Linked DNA regions of Mus musculus: region 2 is linked to region 1. Evidence: chromatin contacts called from public HiChIP or PLAC-seq data. All regions are on one chromosome and are shown on one strand. Each heading gives the region's core, a stretch centred on a gene start, on an enhancer-like site or on the middle of the called end of the contact. The rest is flanking DNA. Distances are from core to core; before and after follow the strand shown.

Region 1 (4,632 bases), core at 12-2,511:
ATTCATACTTGGTAAGTCCACATTCCACTGCCATCAAGCGCAGAAGACGGTTAAATAACCTCGTCAGGTATTCAGGTTTCACAACTCCAGTGTCTGAATGTGAGGTCCTTGAGTTACCCAGAGACTCCACACCTCAGTTGTTTACGGGGGGGGGGGGGGGACCTTTTGTTCCCAGAGTCCTACACAGCTGGGGTTTTCTGCAAGGCATTTAGCTGGCACTGGGAGGGTTTCCAGCTACAGTCTCTTCCCAGCCGTTAATAACCTGCAAATGATAAACCTATTCCGAAGCCAGGTTGGACCTCCAGCTTCTCACCTTCCTTGGCTTCCCCTCTCTGTCCTTCCAATTGCTTCTCCTTCTCTGCGTTTCTGAACTTCCTGTTCAGAACTCTTCCCCTCCCCTTGTGGTCTCCCACCCCACCGGTCCCCACCCTCCCCCGTCCCTCTGTGCCCCTCTCCCCTGAGGCCTCTACCTTCAGGTTCTCTTTCTCCCTGGTTTGTGCTCCAGGCACACCCACCTCCTACTCTCCACAGACCAGACCAGCTCGGCACTGGAATGAGGTAGGGACATGGGTGGGTCCTAGAGGAGCCTGTCCCAACCCACTGCCTAAGACAGGGTGTACTGAGCAGTTACGAATTTTCCATTTGTCTTTCAAGGTCTGAACTCTGGGGAGCTTGCATGGGGTCAGAAACTGCACTTTCCTCTGGCTGAGGTGGACAGGCGTACAGTCTCACTGAGGCAAGACAGCAAGTAGGTACAGGACAGGAATAGCTTGCCCACAGTAGGGCTCCTCACATCAGGACTCTGCCTCCTTTTCATGTGTAAGGTGGTCCTGGGCCTGAATCCCAGCCTGGCCAGAGGTGCTCACTGCTGGTCCAGTGTGAGCCAGACCTGACTTGACAAGCAGGGTCCTGGCTTTCCAGGAGGACAAACATAAGAACACTGGCTGCATTGGAAAATAAAGGAGGGGGTGCTAGTGGAGTGGAGGAGCCAGGCAGTGGAGGAAGGAGTGGACCCACTCCTAGCTGCGTGGCCTGAGGAAGTTCTTCCTCTCCAGTGGCAACACTACAATGATGTGAAGGGTCTCTTGTGGCAAGCACTGAGCTGCCTGGCCTGCACCTACTCTGAACTAAAAAGGCCTTAGGAGCAAGCCCCAGATCAGGCAGGTTGGCAGCCTCTGGGCTCCCAGCTAGAGGAGCCATATAGCCAGAGGTGATCCTGCACTGCCCTCTGGGGGATGGCCTGGAGGGAGGAGGAGGAGGCAGCAGCCACCTGCTTCCCACACAGCCTGCCTGCTTTCTGGCTGCTGCTACCTTGGAGGTTTTTCTCACCCTCTGGGAGGTGCGCTCACAGCCACCTCAGCTCCTGGCTCAAGCACCACCCCAGCTGAGGGCGGGAGACAAAGCTTCCCAGCCCATTCCAGGGTTTTGCCTGCCTGCACTTTTAACCCCAGCAACCTAGGGCTAAGGGGGGGGGGGGCTCCCGCTATTGTCATAACAATGGAGACAGCTAAGAGAGAGAGAGAGAGAGAGAGAGAGAGAGAGAGAGAGAGAGAGAGAGAGACCCTTGTTAGGCCATCCCTTTGCTAAAGCTGCAGTGTGAACATGCCATTACAGGTAACCCCCTGCTAAAGCTGCAGTGTGAACATGCCATTACAGGTAACCCCCTGCCTCCTGCACCTTTCCCTCAGGCCAGGTGTCATTTCCATCACACTTAACTTTCCATCGCCTCGTGTGCACGCTCTTAGCACCCACGCCCCATCTCCGTGTGGAGTTCTCAGCTGGCACAGTCCCAACCCTAGTTTAATGCAAACCCTCCCCCCGCAACACTCCCCCCCCCCCGTCCACTCCCTGATACAGTGTGGTGATGCAGGTGTGACTGTGGCCTCACCAACCTCAGTGTCTCTTCTCCACCTGCAGCCATTTAACCCATTCCCATCGACAGTTATCTGCCAGCTCAGGGCCTTCCTGCTTCTATAGACACCAACCTCCGGAAGTTACTTCCCCTCCCCCAGCCCCCAGGATCACTCTCAGGTCATCTCAATTTATGATGCTATGGAGACTCCTGGCCTATACCCACCACCCAGTCCCTGTGATACCTTCCTTTGTAAAAGCTCCTTTGTAGAGCACACCTCTCCTGAAGCACCATGTCTTAGTCCCTTGCTCCCTAGAAAGACGCCCCCCACCCAAGTAGTATCTATTTGCATCTCCATCCCTTCCCCTGCCTTAAGCCTTTGACTACCCCAAAGGTCTGCCTGGTTGCTCCAGCTCTGCAGTCCTTTAGACCACTTCCACCTCAACTGCTGCTGGCCCCCCATAGCTGCTTCTTCGGGGGTTCCTCCACCTGGCCTTCTCCACTCTTAATAGATCTACTGTTCTCCAGGGCTAGCTGACTTGGCTTTTCCTTGTCTCCATGGACTCTTCAGCTCCAAGCACTAATGTTGCCAGCTGAATACTGCGCTGGGCTTGAATTCCTACACCTAGCTTCCTCCTGGGGTGTTTCCCACGGAAAGGTGCCAGCAGCCACACAGTTCCAGGCCCAGACTCATCCCTACCCAGCCTTCCCAGTTCAGAGAGTAACTGGCCACTCCATTCTGCCAGACGTTGGCTCAGAATCTCCACAGCTATCCTACCTCTCCTCTCCTCCACTCCTCTTCCTCCTTCCTCCTGCCCCTCCCACCTTCCCCACATGGAATCTGTCAGCAAGGCTTGGGGCACCACTCTAGGTCTGTTGCCACTTCTCCTTCCCTCCCTGACTGGCTAGGTTACCTGACTGCCTTTGCTCTCAGAGACTGTGCCAGATTTGGACCTCTCCTGGCTCCCTGCCTCCAGTGTGGTCACTACATCTCTACCCGCTTAAGCCTAAGTCACCCGTGAAATGCCCCATAGTCTCATCTTGCTTAGAGCAGGCAGGGATGCTGATGGCCCTGGGTGGCTCTGGCTTCTTCACAGTAGCAATCTGGTCACTGCTGCCCGAATACTCCCGAGTCCAGGTTCTCCTGGGCCTCAGTACCTCTGTTTGTCCCCCTTGCCTGAACACTCATCTCTTGTACCCTCTGGCTCACTCCCTGGAGAGCTTCTTGGTTTCACCCAAGTGTCACCTCAGGGAAACAGCAGGTGCAACTCCCTCCCTGTAGTGGGCCCTTCCTGTCCCTCTCTGTGATCTCTACTGTCACTACCCTTGCAACATCTAGGCAATGTACCATCTGGCTCACGAGGGCAAGTACTGCTGCGGCCAACCTCTCCTGTGTGTTCCGCCGGCCCTTTAGCCCTTCCAGAAGCCCTACCGGGGAGGTCCGAAGGCAGGTTCTCTCAGTCCCAGAGCATCTTTAGCCATCGAAGAGTTTTAACTCACTGTTTAATGCGGGGCGAGCGGGTGGTCCTGACCCCATGCCCTGGCCTGTCAGAGGGTCAGCATCAAAGCTGGATTAGTACTCCTGCTTAACCCCAGCTGCCACATTCTTGTGACAGTTGTAAAACTGGAAAGATTGGCAGTGCCTCTCTCACACCTTGCATGCCTTGTGCTCCCATGCACATTGATGCTGTACCAGTTGGGGAACAAGATTCCTCCACGTTTCCAAGGACTGACCACAGCCAACCCCAGTCTGAAGCCCTGCAGGGCCTTCCTGAGGACATCACTGGCTTGAGTCTATTCATATATGGGTTTGAGTATATGAAACGCAGCTGAGTTTGCGGCACCTAATTTCTTGGGCGACATGATTTCTATATAGAATGTGTGACCGTGGTGAGGGAGAAGCCCACACAGCTTGGCTTCCCCAGCCTCAACAACTGCATCCCCTAGGTATGAAGGGCAGACATGCCCCTACTGATCACTGTGTAGCCAAGACAAGGTAACAGCTGGGAAATGCCACAGCAAAGGTGGCTCTGGGGTGTGTGTGTGTGGTGGCACAGCTGCTGTGACAGTAATCCCAGGTCCCACTTGACAAGGCTCACATGACACTCAGACCCTCTACCTGCTCACTGCTGCAGCCCCCTCATCTGGTTGCCCATCCTCAGCTCCTCCCCCCGCCCCCGACCTGCCATACCATTGCGTTTGTAGTTCCTCTGACTTTTTCTCCAGTGTAGGACCACTTCTCTGTGCAGACATTTCAGCAACAGCCAGGGATCCTAGGCTCTTGTTCTTGTCACCACTAAGCTCTGAGCACCAGGTGTCTTTTCTCAACCTTCATCCTGGAGACTACGTATAGCTGGCCAGCTTGGCTCTGTCCAGAGGATGGTCCTATCCAACTCAGGCACTTAGTAACCTGTGTCACATCACATCTCTCTGCAGAGACTTCTGACGGGTTGCCCCCATCACCACAAACAGCTTCTCGGCCCTCGTAAGCTTGGTTGGAGAGATAGAATCATGAGAGGGCTCTGCATGGGGCCGTATCCCGAAAGCAAAAGGTAGATAAACCCTTGACTTAAGAAACGGGGGAGCTTCTACTTCTGGGCAAAATGGAACCAGGCTATTGATTTCTCTGCCAGACACAAGCCCGAGAACCAGACAATGGGTATAGATTGGGAGTTTTCAAGACACTGAACATCAGGCAGGTGCACTGATCTCTGAGAGCTAACAAAGAAAAGAGTCTTCCTTTTTCCTTAGGAGATCCCAGGCCATTGTAGGGAATGAGT
Region 2 (4,632 bases), core at 29-2,528, 89 kb after region 1:
GCATCCCAGGACCCCACCCTGGAGAGAAAGAAGGCAGTCTGGGAGAAGCGGGGTGGTGAGCAGGAAGCCTGTGTAGGTTGGGGTGGTTGAAGATGGGAAAGCCACGCCCACCCAGTGGCACATGGCGACATGGGCAAAGAGCTTAAGGGGGCTAATGGGTTCACTGAGTCCTCATGGGGGTCACTGTCATTTCACTGACTGACCTCTGACTTCAGAAACTTCAGGGCCTTTCCTGGCACGCAGGGCCCAACATAACATACCAAGTCCTGGCCTTAATGGATCAGGTCTTTGCCCTCAGAAGGGTACCCTGTCTCTCCAGCAGTCAGATGGGACTCCTGGGTCCACTGTGCCTCCACCTCCAAGAAGCCTGTCTGACCCTGCTCAGTTCTCACTTTGAAAACACCGTGTGTGTGTGTGTGTGTGTGTGTGTGTGTGTGTGTGTGTGTGTGTGCCAGGCCCAGCACAGAGGCTGAGGTGGCTCCCCTGGCCCATACTCTTTGCTTCCTACAGTACAAATGGAGACAGCCACATTCAGAGATGCCAGGGCCCCCCCGAGGCTGTGAGGCTGGCTGAAGCCCAACTGGTGCTGAGACCCCCCCATAAGCCCAGCATGGCACTTGCTTTAAAACCTATGTGATACAAGGTGCCCTGAAGGCATGGCTGGCCAAGACACCAACCTGAGACATAGGGACAGAAGGACAGGTGGGTGTAAACGGTGGGAGGGAGTTGGCAGGCCCCACTGGCCTACCGCCAGTTTGGGAGTCTAAACACTGGATGGCTGAGCCAGCACTTCCTGGGATACTGAGTATGTTCTGAGCTGTGAGTCTGGGGACCAAGTCCCACACATGGAGGACAGCAAGTCACCATCTCTCTACAGACAGACCTCAAGGCAGGGCTGAGTTCTTATGCAGAATCAGGTGGGAGACAGAGCCTAGAGAGGGTGGGGCCTGCCTGACCACACAGCAAGCACCCAGGGCAGTGTGAGCCTCAGCCAGGAGCCTGCCCATTCCTGACATCTTTTGTCATCACAGCTGGGGCCTGTCTGAGTCAGAAGCCCCCTGGGGACTGTACCATGATCCCTCACCTTAGGATGTTCCCCATGACCTTGATGGCTTCCCCAGTCAGCAGCCTCAGAATGAATGCCCTGGGAAGGGGGCCACTCAATCCCAGTGGCTAGCCTGGCTAGCAGCCCATTATTCCCATTTTCCAGAGGATGCTCAAAGAAGGGCTGTGTTTGGTCCAAGGCTGAATAGTAGCTTGGCAGCAATAAAACCAAAGGCTTTGTCTCTGCCTCCTTGATACCTTCCCGCTGCAGCTGTGGCTACCCTGTTCCTTCCTGCTACAGGAGTCCCCGCATTGGAAGGCACAGGCGAAGAGGGGTCTGGCCTTGTAGCCCTGACTACACACCCTGTCCCATTGCTCTGTCTGTGTGTGTGTGGGGGGGGGGGAGGTGTCCAGAAAGCATCACTGACCTACAAGCCGCCAACCTATGTTGCCTCTGGAGCAGGGCTATCACACACACACACAAAAGGACTTCCCTCAGGTGGAGTCATTGTCACATACTCTACCACAACCATGCCAGGAAGGAAACGCAGAACCTCAGGCATGGCCGCCACAGGCGCCACAGCCTGAAGGGAAGGAAGCTGTCCAGCTCTATCTATCCTGTACCTCACCCTCTGCAAGAGGACAGACATCTAAGCACTATTCTTCCTGAGCATTTTCAGGGCTGTGTCCCTGGAGTCCCTCATGCTATGCATCTCTGTCCCAGAGCTGTGACAGGGTAAATAGCAGCTAGAATTGTGAGCCCCTGGCAAGCACTCTCTCTACACCACCTGCCTGCCCAACCAACCTCAGGCTCGCTCATTTTGCACAGTGCTTTGGCCATGGTACATTCAAGCCCATCCAAAGGTTCAAAAGGTCACCCCGAGAAGCTGGCAGGCTTAATCTGGTGCTCCACCCTGTGGCAGGGTCACCAAAGGGAATGTCAGCCCTGCTTGGTCCACAAGAAGGCCACTCCAGCACTCCGGTCTACTGGAACATTACGGTGGCTTAGATTCATCCTTTCCCCACAGGCCAACCTGGTCTACCTGACCACAGAAACACAGAGATAGCAGGTTGACAAATCTGGCTCCTGGGGAGGGTCAGCTCTTGGAAAGTCCCAGCACTTCCTGCTAGAGGTGAACCTCCCAGAAGGTGTTCAGACTCAGCCCAGCCCTCAGTCTCTGCCTCAACCTCAGACTGATAGAGGTGACTTCTGAAGCATCTCGGGTCACCCTACTCCGGAAAACCTTCCCTGGGTCATCCTTACTAACAGGAGGTCAGGGTCTCCGCTATGGGAGCTGCAGGGTTCTGTGTGAACTTGGAAGAAGGTGGGCAGGAAAGGCTGAGGTAAATTAAAGGAGTGTGAAGAGTCAAGTGAACGCAGTAGGAATTGCCAGAAGGGCTCTAGAGCCACGCCCAGATGGAAAACCAAGATCTCAAGTAGCCAAGGATACCTCAAGTCCATGCCCAGCCGCACCCAAGAGTATATCATGACGAACACACTGAACCTCCATACAGGTCACAAGGTGGCTGGCCAGACCTACCTACCTACCTATCTACCTACCTTTCTCCCTGTTAAAGCTGGCCTCAGAGCTGTTAGAGCAGTGCCAAGCCAGGCAGCGACATCTACATCCTACAAGAGCATCACATCTCTATCCCCAGAACTAAAGCAAAAACTAGCACCCAAGCTGTAGAGGAAGCCTGTGCTCAGGGCCTGGGATCTCCTGGTCCATGGACCAATTGCAACCTACTGCCCTAGTTGGGTTCTCAACCCTTATAAACTGTACCGAATGTGAGAGAGGCAACCGTATTAGTTAGAGGCTGGGAGGCACCATGAACCTCAGAGCCCTACAGACCTGGGTTCAAATCCAGTCTCAGACACTCTGACCTTGGACACACCTAGCCCTGGTCTCCCCACCCTCAGGGTCCTATGCTAAGGTGGCTTGGTTTAGCCCCTGTGACAGCAGCCAGGGAGGAAAGAGACTCAACAGTAGACTCCAGACAGGCTGTGCATACCAGGTTCACAAGACAGGTCTTTCTGGAAATGTGAACCCTGGGGCCTATGTTCCTAGTCAGGAGCCAACAAGACAGCTGGTCTATTCTCATTCTAAAGATGTTGAAACGGGCCTCAGTATGAAACCCAGGTTGGCTTTGAACCCATGATCTTCCTGCCTCAGCCTTGAGTGCTAGGGTAACAGGTGTGCAACACAAAATACCCAACCAGGGCTTTTAAAGTCTGCTTTACACCCAATGGCCTCCTGCTGGGGGTAATCTGAAATCCTGCCTGTCTTCTTCCTTCTAAGGAGTGGGCCACACATCACTACTTAGGTTTGCTTGGTGGGACTTTTGAACACAAAGAGAGGGCGGATCGGAAAGCGCTATGGGAAAAGGTTCTGCCCAGTGATGGAAGTCATTGGTATCAACTGATGGGACTTCTGGCTTTTCCTCCAGCCATGCTCCAGTCCTTGGAAGGCTTCACAACATATAAGTGTAGCTAGTTTGTTGTTGTTGTTTATTTGTTTGTATGTTTATGGCAATTTGAGGCAGGCTAGGGTCATCTAGGAAAAGGGAGTCTTTATTGAGAAAATGCCTCCATAAGACTGGCCTGTGGGCAAGTTTGTGGGAGCATTGCCTTGATTAAGGATTGATAAGGGTGGTTTCCATCCCGCTGTGGGTGGTGCCATCCCTGGGCTGGTGGTCCTGGGTGCTATAAGAAAGCAGGCTGAGCAAGCCATGAGGAGCAAGCAAGCCAGTAAGCAGCACTCCTCCATGGCTGCTGCTTCCATTCCTGAGAACAGGTTCTTGTCTTGGTTTACCGCAATGGACTGGTCTGGGATATGTAACTCTAATAAACCCTTTTCTCTCTAAGTTACTTTTGGTGATGGTGTTCATCACAGCCATATAAAAGCTGACTAAGATGGGTGCCATGGCCACTTAGGAGGGATACAGCCCTATACCATCTTCTGCCCCCAGTGTCAGCCATGGTTATTGCACATCTGCACCAATATACACACCTCAGCCACCCACCTAGAGGCTTACACTGAGCCCCAGAGCACTGCATTCCCTGGTCCACCCAAGCCCTTCCTTAGAATTCCTGATTCTCATGCTTACATCTGCTTGGATGCCTCCAGGGCCAGGAGGCTCAGTGCCTCCCAGAGAGCAACAATGCTGGCCCAAGCTTGGGGATCCACACTCAAGGGCAAGGTGACGGTGGGTGGGTAGGGGACCTGGGGGAGGGGCAGGCTGAGTTGGAAGATGAGGAAAGAGAGGGAGCCCAGAGTGCACCTGTACCCACCCCCACCCATCAGCCAGCCTGAGGGGAGGCCCCCAGCCCCACACCAAGGAGGGAGGACAAACGGCCGTTTTGTCCTTGGCCAGCGGGCGGCCTGTAGTACACAATGACCCTTTCATCAGGCTGAGGGAGCCCTGGGCCGGGGTTTCATCTGACAAGGGAGGGCGCCAGCCTCTTGTCCCCTTGGGAGGGAGCTGAGCCCTATCCCAGCCAGACTCAGGACTGTGCAAAATGGAGGTCTCCAGGGAGCCTGCTGTAGCTGTTCCACCTGCCTGGGAGATGCAGAGGTTAGTGGGCCG

What was found. HiChIP or PLAC-seq counts read pairs in DNA pulled down with a chosen protein or histone mark.
Region 2: a FOXA1 HiChIP or PLAC-seq map of pancreatic cancer cells shows a contact between it and region 1. The contact joins two enhancer-like sites. A contact is called at or near these places in 23 of 39 promoter capture datasets (the 3T3-L1 cell line, 3T3-L1-derived adipocytes, the HPC-7 cell line and 13 more), 1 of 15 datasets of contacts at CTCF or cohesin (the NIH/3T3 cell line), 38 of 484 Hi-C or Micro-C datasets (the 63-12 cell line, the C2C12 cell line, the CH12 cell line and 30 more), 18 of 115 datasets of contacts at active chromatin or transcription factors (astrocytes, craniofacial prominence, embryonic brain and 12 more) and 3 of 9 other capture datasets (adipose tissue, embryonic tail and pancreatic islet).

Annotation. Positions count from the first base shown.
Region 1 is chr15:85,479,605-85,484,236 of GRCm38.p6, forward strand. No RefSeq gene overlaps it. Among named protein-coding and RNA genes, the nearest start is that of 7530416G11Rik, 21 kb to the right of the region's middle. Within about 2 kb of position 1,262, at least 45 of the 459 cell types and tissues checked have an H3K27ac peak or open chromatin away from gene starts, as enhancers often do. A contact at or near this core is called in brain and pancreatic cancer cells, where this site is marked.
Region 2 is chr15:85,568,598-85,573,229 of GRCm38.p6, forward strand. All of the region lies in intron 1 of Wnt7b (wingless-type MMTV integration site family, member 7B), which reads right to left. Among named protein-coding and RNA genes, the nearest start is that of AU022754, 10 kb to the right of the region's middle. Within about 2 kb of position 1,279, at least 51 of the 459 cell types and tissues checked have an H3K27ac peak or open chromatin away from gene starts, as enhancers often do. A contact at or near this core is called in brain and pancreatic cancer cells, where this site is marked.